Regions from separate parts of the Gossypium hirsutum genome. Here region 2 is linked to region 1. Evidence: chromatin contacts called from public Hi-C data. All regions are on one chromosome and are shown on one strand. Each heading gives the region's core, a stretch centred on a gene start, on an enhancer-like site or on the middle of the called end of the contact. The rest is flanking DNA. Distances are from core to core; before and after follow the strand shown. Region 1 holds the start of LOC107922303 (protein ASPARTIC PROTEASE IN GUARD CELL 1). Region 2 has its middle 33 kb from the start of LOC107922081.

Region 1 (2,711 bases), core at 160-2,659:
ATTTAAAAATCTCAATCCAATCATTAAAATTGTAAGTATTGTAAGTATTTTCAATAAAAATTATTAATTTGACATATTTGTTAAGTTGCTCTCATACGACGCGACATATGATTGACGAAAAGTTAACATGTTACATTGACAAATTTTAATTGAAACTACAAACGACAATTATGATTAGACTAGGGTTATTAAGTTGAAAAGGTAGGATGATTGAATTCTCTCACTTTTAAAGTATAAGGACTAAATCTCAAATTTTATCAAAGTATAGGGGCTAACAACATATGTTAACCTTTAGAAATACTCTGTTTAAGAAAGTAAAAACAAAATAATATAAATGTTTAGTTTTTATAATTTTTATAATTTCTATTATGATACATATAAATTAAGAATAAAAATTTTAATATTTAAAATAATCTTGAATTAATTATTATTTGTGACAATATGTTCAAAGTCAAATAATAGTGATGATATGTTGTTTAAAATTTTTAAAGAAAAATTATTATTTAAAATAGGTATAATGACAAGTTTAGTAATTAACGTTTATATCTTTTATCAATTTAGCTTTTTTTTGTAAGTTAAATTTGACTATCAACATTTTTAAAAAGAGTTAAATTTATCCATCAATTTTTCAAAAATAATAACTAAAACGTTATCTTTTTTAAATATAGCTCTTTACATGACAATTCATGTATACTTTATACTAATTTTTTGAACGTTTTATAATTTATTTTTATTTTTATTTTTTGAATATTTTTTATAATTTTAAATTATTTATTGATATGACATATAAGATAAAATATTGTCATGTCATCATGAAGTACATATAAATTATTATGTGGTTGTCATGCCAATATCATTAAAAATTAATGTTTTACTTAACATTTTTGTTACAAAAAGTAATTTAATTGTTTCTGAAATATCAATGACCAAATTTAACTCAAAAAATAAGGATTAAATTGACAAAAAAAATGTAAATTTTAATGCTAAATTTATCATTATGTCATTGAAATATTATATATAATGTTAATTTAAAAAATAATAAACTCTTATAGTAAAATTTTTAAATGAGGGTTGTTGATTTATGGATTATAAAATGTTTTATAATAATACTTAATTTATTTTTGTGTCATTATAAATTTATTAAATATTTATTATTTATTCAAATTAGGTTTATTAAATATTGTGTATTAGAAAAGTATTTAATTTATTTATTTAAATTTAAAAAATATAGTTTTTTAATATGTATTAGTTAAAAAAAATTTAAGTTAAATTTTAATTATACTTGCATGTGATTGGGTTTATGTTGCAAATAGAGGGATAAGACGGAAGAATATCGGGGCGGGTAAAAAAGTAACCGGTCCGCCCCGCCCATTGCTAACTCTAATAAAAGAACCAATTTCCATTTCTAAAGGGACTGTAATCTATCGGGTGCTTTGTCTGCAGCTGTCGTCGTTGACCGCAATCTGTAGCCAAAGTAACGCGCCATGGCTCGAACTTGGCTTCACCTAACTTCCTCCATTATTGTCTGTGCCCTGATCTGCTTCAATTTCTTCACCGTCGACGCAAAAGATCATCATCCACGGCCGATGCTCCTTCCTCTGCAACTGACCTCACGCAATCATTCCCAGCAGCGCCACTTGGACAATATCCGCCGTCATCTGCAGCAATCGGGACTCTCTTCTTCCACTCCAAACGCTCGCATGAGACTTTATGATGATCTCCTCTCCAACGGGTCTCTCTCCTATAAAAAATGTTTAGTTTTTTTCCTCTTTTTGATTTTTCGAATATTGAGTTTTTTTTTTTTGAATTTCCAGTTATTATACTACTCGGTTATGGATTGGAACGCCACCTCAGGAATTTGCTCTTATCGTCGACACCGGAAGTACTGTAACTTACGTTCCTTGCTCCAGTTGTGCGCATTGCGGCAAGCATCAGGTTCGGTTCTGTCTTGTCAAGTTCGTGCACTTCAACTTTCCCAGTTCTTAATTATAATTAATCAAGTTTGAAATTTGATGCCTTTGTTTGAATTGAGATTGAGATTATTAACTTGATCAATTTGAAACTAGCGAATTATTAGTTTAGTAGAATTTTAATTAAGTTAAATTGAGAATTTTGAGTCTTAAATTTTTATCGTTCGAATGAGAAAGTGAAGTGAGTTACGCTTTGCTGCTATTTTTAGAATCTTTGTCTAATTTCTTGATTTACAGATCTATTAGAGATTAATTTGGGAACTGGTGATTTTATGGTAATATTGATCTCTTGTTGCAATCCAGGATCCAAGGTTCCAACCAGATTTGTCTAGCACTTATCAACCTGTAAAATGCAATCCGAGTTGTAATTGTGATGATGAGCAAAAGCAATGCACTTATGATAGACGGTATGCTGAGATGAGTTCCAGCAGTGGTGTGCTTGGGGAGGATATTGTTTCTTTTGGGAATGAAAGTGAACTTGTGCCACAGCGTGCTGTTTTTGGGTGTGAAAATAGGGAAACAGGTGACCTTTATAGCCAACGGGCTGATGGTATAATGGGTTTGGGTCGGGGCCAGCTTAGTATTGTGGATCAACTTGTTGATAAGAGTGTTATTGGTGATTCGTTTTCTTTGTGTTATGGTGGGATGGATGTTGGTGGAGGTGCAATGGTTCTTGGAAAAATCACTCCTCCCCCTGAAATGGTGTTCTCCCATTCAGACCCTTTCCGCAGGTATCCTTCT
Region 2 (2,700 bases), core at 77-2,576, 310 kb before region 1:
ACCTTAACATATATACACTTTTTTGAAACCCGTTGGAATATAGAAACAAGGCTGTTGAAAAACTGGGTCAATTTGAGCATAAATATTTTGAAAATAAACTGGTTTGGGCATTTGGTTTTGGGTCCCCAAAAGCTCAATGGAAAACGTTAAAACAAAACAAGGCAGCCCAAATTTGAGACTACCAAAGTGATCCTTTAGCATCCAGCTTTTTTTTTTCCACAAAATCAGCCCAAATTTTCTCTAAACAAAAGAGAAAATTCTGGATTAATAGTGAATCAGTACTAATACCTACATACATATTTGTGAAAGTCGCAACCACCCACTTATTGATGTAAGAAAATACCTTACATATTGGGTAAAATTAGTAAAGGCAAATGAGCATGAAATTCAAGCCCATGGTGGCATAGAAATCTTCATTGTCTTCTTATATGGCTAGTTTGGATATTTTTCAGTGTCAATTGGTGGCTTAGGTTAAACAATTTGAGTTGCCAAATTGCTTCAAGAAATAACAAAAAAAAAAGGAATCTTCATTGTTAAGTGGTAGTTGTGATTATTATTAACAAATATAACATATACATCCAACAAATTTCAGCATAAAAACAAAGGCACTTGTTTTCTTAGACTCCTTTGGACAAATGAATCCTTGTTATTTTCATTTCAAACCCAATCTAATAATTTTAGATGAACACATTATTAAAAAAAAACATAATTAACCTTTATATCCCCCGAATTCTTGTTTAATTATTTTATATCTCAATTTTTTAAAATTTAGTTAAAATATTCTTTTTAATAGTATTGACATGATAACGTATAATAATCCTTATGTATTTTATAAAAATTAAAAATAAACAAAATTAAAAATTTTAATAAAATGTTTTTTAAAACTATTCATAGTAGCAATAAAATACATATAGATCCCACATGGGTTATCACGTTATTATCATTAAAATTTTAATAGTTCAATTAATTTTTGCATTAAAAAGAATAATTTAAATTAAAATATATAAGGATTAGGATTAAATTTAACATTATAAACATTTAAAATCGACATATAAATATATTAATTGGGAAAAAAGATAGGATTAATATGAAGTGTTGGGTATAAGAAAAAGATAAAAAGAGATTATAATGTAAATGGTGAGGAATGAATGTCAAAGGCGTAATGGAAATGGATTCATTGTGAGAATGACAAATGGTATTTTGATTTCTTTAATAAACAACGACAAATTATAAAGTGAAGAAAGAGATTCCATGTTATGACTAAAATTGGGATTCCCTGTCGTATACGATCACTACTTGGATTCCGCCTATCATGTGGCTTCAATATCACACGCTTAAAATATATGTATCCTTTAAACTATTTCTTCATTGACTAAAGTAATCATAAAATTTATATCTTAACGTAGTCATTTTGTGAGAATGAAATATGACTATAATAAAATTAAATAGGCATAACAGTGATTTGGTTAGATTAAATAAAATGAATATTGTAATGGTATTCATACGTTTAGTTGAGCAGAACAGATATGGAATGATCACAAATGATAATTTTACCCTTAGAAATAAAAAATATTTTAAGTATATTAATAATATATTGTAAAAATATTTAAATTAAATTATATTTTGTATTAAATTAAATAATTACTAATAATGAAAAATATAATTAAATAATAATTTTTAATATTAATTATATAAATGTTTTGATAAAAATATTATATAAATGCATATTATTACTCCATTTACCCCACCATAGCTTGCTCCCAAGCTTTACCACTTCCTTTGATATTTCATCGTACCATTATTACTCAACCATCACCCTAAAACCACCACAACCATCTACTCTGTTTCATCATTCCCACCATAGCAACCTAACGATTCAAAAGCCCCCATTACTCGAAGTCAAACCCAAATGCCAAATCCATCAAATTGACAACACCAGTAGCCGAAAGGATTCAAAAAATAAAGAGAACAGAGAAGCAAAGAAGAAGAAAGAAGGTGAAAGAGACGATCTTTAAAATTGACAACACCGACAACCAAAACGAAATGAATTTCAAGCTTCTCTGAGTTAAACCAAAGAAAATATTATATAATTTTAGGATTACTATATCCCCATCGCTAAAATTGGTTAAAGCTACTAACCTATTAACCAAAACGTGAAATCGAGAGTTACCCAGATCCAATCTTGATGAACTGAATCAAAGGAAATGGAGACGTATCATATACGTCCCTAGATCTTTGACATTGAAGACATATTTTGACAGCGAACTAAAAACTTTAGCGGTGTGGTAGATTTGAGGCAGACTAGGAACGAGAGTTTCGACACAGAGCAAAAAGTACCAAAACAGAGATGGAAATTAGGTGAACGAGTCAGAGATGAATCGATGGTTCTCAATGACAGAATCGAGGGAGGCACCACTTTTACTGTAACACTTTATGCCCAACCCGATCATCAAGTCCGAGTTCTGAATGTCATAATCAACTTGCATAACTTAACAAATTTTTAAACTAATTTAATTATGTACTTAGACATTATCAGATTTAAAATTTTAATTTCTACTCATGACATTTACGAAATAAATTTGTACAAAATTGATACTGTAATAAACTTGATAGTTATTTACAAAAATTTTAATGTAGACTTTGATACAGACATAACCGACATGATCCATGAGGTGTGGCCTCTAAGGGTGTCCCTTTATA

What was found. Hi-C and Micro-C count contacts between places; a contact is called where the count stands out from the background.
Region 2: a contact with region 1 is called in a Hi-C map of leaf, with 2.3 times the contacts expected there. The contact joins the enhancer-like site here to the promoter of LOC107922303 in region 1. A contact is called at or near these places in 2 of 34 Hi-C or Micro-C datasets (both in leaf).

Annotation. Positions count from the first base shown.
Region 1 is chrD01:20,547,630-20,550,340 of Gossypium_hirsutum_v2.1, reverse strand. It overlaps LOC107922303 (protein ASPARTIC PROTEASE IN GUARD CELL 1), which reads left to right and starts at 1,409. Exons shown (of 12, transcript XM_016852279.2): 1 at 1,409-1,732; 2 at 1,815-1,935; 3 at 2,274-2,701. The coding sequence starts at 1,485.
Region 2 is chrD01:20,859,632-20,862,331 of Gossypium_hirsutum_v2.1, reverse strand. No RefSeq gene overlaps it. Among protein-coding and RNA genes, the nearest start is that of LOC107922081, 33 kb to the right of the region's middle. Within about 2 kb of position 1,326, at least 2 of the 9 cell types and tissues checked have an H3K27ac peak or open chromatin away from gene starts, as enhancers often do. A contact at or near this core is called in leaf, where this site is marked.